2 separate regions of the Triticum aestivum genome follow, and region 1 is linked to region 2. The links are chromatin contacts, called in public Hi-C maps. All regions are on one chromosome and are shown on one strand. The core of a region is the stretch at or near the end of the contact, and the rest is flanking DNA. Distances in the headings are between cores, read along the strand shown. Region 1 holds the start of LOC123085305 (protein MOS2). Region 2 holds the start of LOC123085303 (phosphomevalonate kinase, peroxisomal).

Evidence for each region. A called contact is a pair of places that touch in the nucleus more often than the background predicts.
Region 1: a Hi-C map of leaf shows a contact between it and region 2, with 5 times the contacts expected there. The contact joins the promoter of LOC123085305 here to the promoter of LOC123085303 in region 2. A contact is called at or near these places in 1 of 5 Hi-C or Micro-C datasets (leaf) and 1 of 1 datasets of contacts at active chromatin or transcription factors (leaf).

The regions. Positions count from the first base shown.
Region 1 is chr4A:85,641,790-85,645,286 of IWGSC CS RefSeq v2.1, forward strand. It overlaps LOC123085305 (protein MOS2), which reads right to left and starts at 2,096. Exons shown (of 2, transcript XR_006439670.1): 1 at 585-2,096.
Region 2 is chr4A:85,268,695-85,274,838 of IWGSC CS RefSeq v2.1, forward strand. It overlaps LOC123085303 (phosphomevalonate kinase, peroxisomal), which reads right to left and starts at 1,356. Exons shown (of 10, transcript XM_044506925.1): 1 at 1,172-1,356; 2 at 895-1,045; 3 at 718-815; 4 at 484-596; 5 at 316-368. The coding sequence starts at 1,179.

The DNA of each region.
Region 1 (3,497 bases), core at 846-3,345, 370 kb after region 2:
GATCTTCAATAGCACAGTTTGAGCCCTGGCAACAGGTTAGTTGACCTTTCTTTTAATCCTGTGGTTTGATGCTTCATAAACATAAGACGTTTTGGCAGTTCAATCTTATATTTAGGAACAGAGGTAGTACTTTTTAATTTTTTATCTTCAACTTAGAGATTTGTAGTTCAGATTTTCTTTAGATGTTTTCAGCAAAACTTTCATCTCTTATGGTGGATAGCAGGAGAACTCCAAAACAAAATCAACCCCGCGCGGAGCATCTGCAGTTTAAGGGCAGGGTCCCGGTATAGTAACTATTGATCACCCCATCACCAAGACGCCAAGAAGTTCATGAGATTTTTAGCATGCATTCCGAAAATCACTCTTAGATACAAGAATCACCTTCTGACATCATCGATTAGCATGAGGTTTTGACCCATATGCAGCAGACTTAAACAAACAGATTATACAAAGCAAAAACTGACAGTTTGCTGAAGGTTTTACACATCCAAGCAACAAATAATAGTAATAACACAATTAACATTGTGTTCAAGATTTTACATCCAAGCAGCGACTGATAGTTATTACTAAGGAACAGATATTACCGCACATTAGAAGAGCTCCTGGAAAACAGATGTCCCCTCCTCAAGAAGAAATAATCAATGCCCAAGCAATTCTGGGTCCCCAACGTACTCTGCAATCTGATCATATTTCACACGCACCATGTCTTTTGTATCCGCATCCTCCACTACTGCAGTCTCTGCCTCTGAATTCTTCTCTACCAGATGCCCATACACCCCCTTGTGCTTCCCACAGAGCACAAGCACTTGGCCGTTTGTCCGTGGCAGGACTGTTTCAAGCATATCCTGCTCCACCCCCTGCACAAGCTCTGACCCGTCATCCATCATTATGTCACATGTCGTTGGTCCAACCACATCGACAATTTTTGCCTTCTGCAGGTACAACCTTCTGCTGAACCTCTCATTAACCACTCTAACCCTAATATTGCTCTGTAACCAGCGCACTTTGTTACCAACATCGCGGCTACTCTTTTCTTCTCGACTATCCCGAGATTTTCTCTCTTTCTCTCGAACCTCCCTCTCGGCCCTAAGATCACCAGATCTCTTCTGTCGGGAACTTGAATCCCTCTCCCGGACTCTGTCTTCCTTGTCCATATCTCTCTTCTTTGCATTTCCATTCTCTGCGGACTTCTTTCCACCATTCTCTGTCGGCTTCTTTCCACCAATAACCCAGTCGCCGGAGCGAGTCTTCTTAGGGTCTGCCTCAGAAGGGTCGTAACCTAATCCCAGCGTACCGGCACGGCGGTTATACTCAACAACCTTGGTATCTTCCTTGTTATTGCGGCCGAGCCCTTTGCCTTCCGACCAGCCGTAACCAGCAAGGAGGGCAGCACCGAAGCCCTCCACAGGCACCTCCTCAAACTCATCTATACCACGGTGGTCAGGGAGGCTGGCCATGTCCTCCTTGTACCGTCGCAGCATAAGGTCACCGCTGGAGCCGCCATCTCTGGCTGGAGAGGTCGGCTTCTTCTCTGATTCCTTGGAAGACTGCGTCTTACCCGGCTCCGTGGCGTCAGCCTCGGCGTCGGCGTCGGCGCCGCGTCGGGTGAGGCCATACCCTATGTGGGAGGAGGGGTTGTCGGGGGCCTCGGAGGTGTCGAGCACGAATGTGGGGCCACCGGCGGTGGAGGCCGCAAGGGCGGCCTCCTCCTCGGGGGTCGGGAGGGAGGAGGGTTTGCGGGAGCGGTGGTTGAGGAAGTGGCCGGAGTTGGGGAGGGGCGCGATGACGGCGGACGCGGCGCCGGCGGCTAGGGTTTGCGACGGATCGAACTCGGTGACGAATTGCTGGGCGGGGGCAGCGGCCGCGGAAGCGGAGTTGCCGCTGGCGGCGGAGGAATCAGCGCCGGCGGCGGGGCGGGGCGGCTTGGGCGGCCTGAGCTTGGAAGGGATGGAGAAGGACAGCTTCTTCTCCTTCTCCATGGCGGCGGCGATTTGGGGGAAAGCGTGTGGAGTCTGTGGGGGGCGCAGAAACACGAAAAAAAATACTGGTACAGGAAAGAAGGAACCGAGTTCGTGTGACGTTGAGACTCGGTATCGGCTGAGCCCCCAGTGGCAAAGCTGGTCAAACGGGCCGGGCCGACCAGGCCAGCCCGCGACCACGCCGGCACAGCCGGGCCAGGCACGGCACGCCCTGGCCGGTGCCTGGGAATGTTAAATGCGTATACAAAAAATGTTTATGATGTATACAAAAAAATATACCATGTGTATGGAAAAAAACTAACATAAAAAAAAGTTTCAAAAATTTTATTCATGTACTTGTAAAATATTAAATGTGTACAAAAATATTTTTGATGTATACAAAACATGTACAATGTATATGAAAAAACTATGTGTTTAAAAATGTTACTCATGTATTCGGAAAAATGTTAAACATGCATACATAAAGTATAAGCATGTAAAAAATGTATCAAATGCATAACGAAAATGTATGATGTGTAAAAAGTAGACATCAAAACATATATTCAAAAAATGTTAACCATATGCACAAAAAAATGTTAACCATGTATTAAATAAGTCATAGATGTATACCAAAAATGTACAATGTCTATGAAACAATAGACATCCAAACATTTATTCGAAAAAATATTAACAATGAATTTCCAAATGCTAAAGGTAAATTAAAAAATTACGTATGTAATAAAAAATGTAAAAAATCAGAAAAATAAAAAAAGGGAAAAGGAAACCAAAGAAACAGGTGCAAAAAAATTGAAAACAATGAAAACCGAGAAAGAAATAAAGAAAACCAAGAAAGAAACGAAAAAAATGAAGAAAATGAGAAATAAGAGAAAACACAACAAAAAATATGAAAGAAACCAAAAAATGAAGAAATAACAAAAAATGAAGTACAATGACGAAAAAGGAAAATGAAAGAAAACCAATGAAGAAGTAAGAAAACCAAACAAAAAATAAAATAAAAACAAAAACACTAAAATCGAAACACCCAAACTAGCACATTAGCGAACTGACCACCGACGAAGAAATGGATAGCATGCTATTGAGTCGGCCCACACGCGTGCACGCTGCAGGGAAGCTTCATGCGAGAGGAGCTAACATGTCGTTATAAGCCATATATAGAGCACTCAAGGGGTGCGCGAAATCACTAATTAATAGTTAAGGGTTGTCCTTTGCAAAAGTTGTCTCCCACCTTCTCAGACGCTCACAAGTGGTGCCACCTGTCACAACCAAGGAGTTTTCGTTTTCTTCGTAAATTTGTTTGTTTAAAATATCTTATCTCTTGAACTGTGTGTTTAAACCCCGAATCATTTTACCGTCAGATTTCTAATGTTGAGATGTTTACAGTTAGATCTCATGTTAATAGATTTTGATGAACATCTCTTCATGGAAAAAACGAATACTAGAAAAAAAAATGGAAACCAAAAAAAGAATATTGAATAAAATAGAGTAAAAACAAAAAATAACAACCCAAAAACAAATACA
Region 2 (6,144 bases), core at 106-2,605:
CAATTCTACACAATTCATTACATATACTGATATGTGAAGTGTAACCGCCTGTGACTGAAACAATAATTTGGTCATAGAAGCTAAGACCATCATTCAATTTTGATTATCTTAGAACATACTCAATTTACTCAAATCCGTTTAGAGATCTTAGATTTGGCCCTGACACCGCGCTACTTTTTCATTTCAATGTGGGGATGCGATGTTCAAGATAAGATTAGGAGATCCAAAAGGAAAGGAACAAAGACAATGTAAATCAAATCTCTTGTTTTTATTTTATTTTTCAGGTTCAATTGTAATTCAAATAGGAAGCATTACCTGCTTCCTGTATGAATAGAAATCATTGGAACCCAGAATTGTGATGTTCAAACCTGCACAAATAAAGCTCAAAGAATCAACAACGAAATACTACTACAGTATACAACAGATACAAAATCAACGTTGTGCTTTAGAGTGGAGCAGGTAACTAATGGGAAGTTGCATGACCTCGCAACAGCAGCTTATCTAGTGCATCTTTCTTCTCCTTGTCAGTAATAGACACTTTGGCAGCGGCTACGGAGAACTGTATCGCCTGCTCCACAAAAGGATTTGTAGACTCCCTGCAACATTAGCACAAATCAATAACAGCACACTGCTGCAAACAACTGAACTCCAACAACACTATGACAAATCAAGAGTGCTATGCAGGGCTTTGGTCCGAGCGAATGATCCACAACTCGCCTTGCGGACGTCAATTGGAGCGTCGAATTCTTGATGGATAGCTTGTAGGCGGCCTCCCGGGAGAGCTGAGGGGAGGTCACCTTCACATCCGCCCACGCCTGATACAGCACAAGGGTACAGGATAAGCGGTGATCTGGTGGTACGGAAACCGGAGGACCGGGCAGAGCTCGGCCTCACCCATGCCCAGGAGTCGGGGCTGAGCTCGTCGTGGATCGGGCGGACGATGGCGTAGAAGCGGGCGGTGGTGCTGAGGACGAGGCCGGGGTTGGGGCGCTCCAGCACCAGGTACCCTCCCGCCACGAGCACCTTCCCCGGCGCCGACGCGACCCTGAAGACACACGACCGAGCGGGGTGAGCTGACCGGATCGGGGCCCGACTGCGGAGGCAGGCACGCAGAGAGGCAGATGCAGAGCCGAGCAGGGTAGGCGAAATCTAGCAGTGTCCGACGACTCACACTTCCATGGGCTTCCCCTACTCGGCGACTGGAGTGGAGTGCGATGCGGCGGTCGTGCGGCACGGCGCGCAGGGCAGCACGTTTCTGCCTACGGCGGAGGAACCGAGGAGGAGCGGTGGCTGGTGGACGGGGAGTCGCCGCGCGGCGTTCTGCAGAGACTTTCGACGACGACGGCCGTGCGGAGTTGCAGTTGGCCCGGCACGTGCCTATCCAGACATGGCCAACGGGCCGGACGGCCCGGGCACAGCATGGCACGTCGAGGCCCGTATACATGTGGGCCGGCACGACACGCGTGCCGGCCTGCCTACGTGCTCTTCGGCCTTTTTGGGCTGTTTAAAAATAAAAGTTCAGGAAAAATAAAGAAATGAACAGGACCATGCCGGCACGCAGGCCTGCAACAAGCCTGGGGTCGTGCAAGGCCTGGCACGACCCATTTAGTCGTGTGACGTGGCGGGCATGCTGGCTTCTTGGCTGGCCCACGAAGCACGACCTGTTTGGCCAGCCCTGGCTCGATATTGTATTTTTTTTCTCTGAGATGGACTCGATCTCGTTGATGGGCGGGCTAGGAGGACACGAATATGGGCTGAGCCCAAACGGCTCCGGTTTTGAGCAGCCCCATGGAAACTCTCGATGGCATATGGGGCTTGAGGAGATATCCGTGATGAATGGTTCACTCGCCTCAAGGTCGCCCTAAATAAGTCGGCTCAACGTGGGAGGATCGCCTTCGTTGGGAACATTTTTCATTTTTATACATTTATTTATATTTCTCAAAATGAAACGTATTTAATTTAAGTTTTTTAAAACATTTATGGAAATGTTCATCCAATGTAAAAAGAGTGTTCGACAACTTTAAAAAGATGTTGACAGCATTCGAAAAATGTTTGTGACATCTAAAATGGTTTTTAAGAAAAATGTACGTGACATTTTGTAAAAGAAATATTTGTGTAATTCAAAAAAAATGTACAATACCATTAAAATGTATGTTTCATTTAAAAACATGTTCATGAGTTTCAAATATATGTTAGTAAAATTTCAAAACAAAATTATAGAATGTAAAAATGGTTACATACTTAAAAAAATGGCTTTGTATTATTCAAAGAAATGTTTCAACTATATTTAAAAAATTGCTTAACACAATTTCTAAAGAATGTTCGAAAATATGTGTTTGAAAAATGTTTAGCATGTAGTTGAAAAATGCGAAACATATATAAAAAAGGTCTTATATTTATACCAAAAGTATACAATGTGTATGAAAATGATAGACATCAAAACATATATTTGTCTTCCAGCTCAAGTTGCACATAGGCTTAAGATTTCTAGGCCTACTTTCCTTACTGATTGTCTCTCCTTGACAAGAGCGGCAGCGGAAAGAAGTGACTTAGCTTATTCTACCCTTTGGTCCATCAGGAAATATCTTGCTGAATTATTCTCTTTTACTAAAGATCTCCATGCACAGGTAGCTGACAACGTGGCTCATCAAGTTCTTAAAAGTTCTATAGAATCTGACATTAGTTGTTTTGCTTCAGCTCATAGAAACAGGTCTTGCCCTGTAGTTTCCCTCCTTTCCAACTTTAATTTTCAGGGTTATGTACTCCACGTTGTAAGATGTTATTAAGTTGAATGAAAATGTTGGCGCTTTGTGCGCCTTCCTCTATTAAAAAAGATATATTTGAGCAAATATTAATGACGTATCCGACAAATGTTAAATGTGTATAAAAAATCCTAATTTATACAAAAAATTACAATGTGTATGTAAAATCTTAACATGCGTTAAAAATCAAAAGAATAAAGAATAAAATAGAAGAAAACGGTGAAAACAGAAGAAAGGAACAAAGAAGACCGAAAAAAGGAAAAACAAAGAAAAACTGATGCAAACATTGGAAAACGGTAAGAAACCAGAGAAAGGGGAGCGGAGGGCAGGCTGCAGCTACCTGCAGCTACAGTACTTGGCTGACCGAGTAGCACCGCCCGAGAACAAGCCGGAGAACATGGATCTCTGCCACTAGTCTTAATCTCGTTTTAGAGGGGACGACATGGCGTCTAGAGATGAAAAACTCTGGAGTTGAAAACGAGAGTCCTCACCACAGTTTTTTTTTTAATATCACCACAGGACTTCCAAAACTAAAATGCAATCATGTTCTTTGGTGCCTGCAAAATGCTATAGACAGTATAACATATCTCTCGAGCACACATAACCGAAACGTTGCTGCCACCATTTCGTCCTCCCTACAAAAACCGCCATGGCATGTAGTAGCAGGCTATAGCTGACTACCCCTGACAAGAAAAATAAATAACAAATAACTAACCCCCGGAGTAGGTTGTTCCATATGGTTGCCTATCCTAAAAGAAAGGTGCATATAGTTACGATGCAGTTAGTTGGAGGAATCTTTGGCCGCTGCATGCAAACCCCAACCATAGCATAGCAAACCTCCCATCTGATGAACATGCCGGGTCAGATCACTAATAAACCGCAAACAAAATAATCTCCTCCCCCTTAAACAAAGCGCGGTTAATGGGCGTCGCAGGCGATCGATCGAGCTCTCCGGTTTCTTCCGGCAGGGACGCGTTATGGTCCATTATTTCCTCGATGATGCGTCCATCGATCGTCTCTGAGCTTTACGAACCGGACCTGACGACGAGAATTGCTTTATGATAGGCTCCATCAGCGACCCATCGCCATCTACATGAATGATAGACAGATCGATCAGCTACGCACTTCATCTAGTATGTTATCCATACGTGCTAGCTTAAGGAGGAACGGTTGCCAGAGGTTGTGGATTAATTGTACAAGTGGCTGTGGCCTCCGAGCTCCGACTACCTCTGCTTGCTTGCTTGCGGTGCACCATCACCTGACTGATCTTTTATTGCAGATAAATTGTTGTTCATGTGATGATTGGGGCTTCCCCGCCTAGTGGGGGGCTAGTGGAATAAAATATTTTGGTCAGGGCATGTGAGACAATGTGGGTTTGTTCCCCCATTGAATTATCACTAACAGATTGGTTCAGCGTCTCTTCATGTGTACGATTGAGGTCTGGCTCCTTTTAATCAGAATCTGAAAATGCTGAATTCAGTTAACCCAGTCTTGTTGGCAAAGAGTGTTTCAGTCCATGGCCGGTTGTTAACCGAGGCCGGCATTTCAATATGCAGAGATTGAGTGCCAGCTCGGAGATGCTGATCGGCAGGTATAGAACACTGTACTTACAAACATGTATGTTAGTGTGTTCAAACATATGTATGCATGCTACTTAGTTAACTGCCTCCTGCGAAATGGCAAGATCCAAGTAGGAAAACCCGATATTATACAGGTATGGGCATAGCAAGGACCCGAGGCCAGGCTCGCGCCGGCGCGAGGGTTCATGGAACCTAGACAATGATTGGTTCGTTGGAGATGCCATGCCATGCCATGCATGCAGGAAAGAGATGGATGAACAGTTAACTGCCGTGTGCTCGCTATAGCCAGCAGGAGAAGACAAATGATGGGGACGCATGGCATGCCCTTTCGCTCCATGAAAGTTCGCCAAAGTTAAAGGCCGCGTCCTCTCTCGCCCTAGCCCTAAGCCCTGAACCATATAAACCCTTTTTTCCAAACGCAGTCGTTGCTTTTGTCCCGCGCTGATGATGATGAAAAGCAGAGCTTGGTGCATGCAATACAAGACGGAGAAGAACAGTGATTAACCTTGCTCTGTCTGCAATGGACATGTATGCATATGCAGCAGGCACGTTGCCGCATGAATCTGCTAGGAGTAGTGGTACGTTTTTCTCCTTTGGGAAAGTCACATGAGGCAATGATGCACTTGGAGATCTGCGAGCATTACTATGCTTGTGTCCGGCATAATTATCAATGATGCTCCATGGTTATATGTACTGTAGAAGTGATTGATCAGGCCGGGATCGAACATGCTGGTCGAGCGCCCGTGAATTCCGCCTTCACTGACGAGGCTGGGTTGTCAGAGCTTCAGAGGTTTCCTGTAAGCCAGGGCGATATGGTTTGGCATCCTATAGATTCCTTGACAAAGGGAAAACGTGTACACTATAGAGTGAAGCAGTGCTGCAGTGGACGTGTCGCAGATGAGAGCACAGCCAGCCGCGTACGCATGGTCCTGCACCGCCGAGACACTGCAGAGACGCGCCGCGCGGGGCAGGCGTGCATGGCCGTGAGCTCTGCTGTCGCGCGGCGCGGCCGGCGGCCAACGCCATGCAGTGCTGAGAGGATCTACGGATCCGCTCTGAGTGAACTGACTGGCAGGAGTGGTGCACTATACGACGCCGCGCGTGCGTGCACCCGCGCATGGCCCGGCCCGGCTCGTGCGCGCGACGCGCATTTCGTGTGTAGGTCGATGCCACGCGCAGGCCGGCCGGTGGCTGTGGTCCTCGATCGTGTCCGTATGTGCGACGCTGCGCCGGGCTCGATCGTGAGAACATGCTCAACACACGCAGCATATGGCGGTGTCAAAGCATCTCCAACCGCGCCTCTAACGGTGCTCTCCAGTCGATTTTTTCACGCCAGCGCTCAAAAATCAGCCCAATCGTGTCCCAGGAGCCTTTTTTCACCGGTTTGAGCCGAAACTGACGCCGGCGGATCCAGACCGGACCCGGCGCGCTAGGGGCCGCCGGGGCAAGCAATTTTGCCGCGAATGAACCGCAGGCCCGCCGAGTCAGCGACACCCGCCTCGTCGTCCACACAACGCCTCCGTTTCCCATGAGAAATCAATGCCAAGGCTGCCCGCCAATCAGCTTTCCATTGATTCCTCACGGACGGCGCTTCCTCACGGACGGCGCGGCGACGCCCCCCATTCCCGCCACACGTACGCACGGCACCCAACCGCTATAAAAGCAACCCCCCCTCGCTTGTGGCCACACCCGCCCACAGCCGCCGTGATCTGCCTCACCGACGTGCTCTGCCCCTTACTCCCTGTGCGTCGCCGCCGCCGAAGTTCCTCCCCTCTCTCCCCAAGCCCAGCCGCGACGATGGA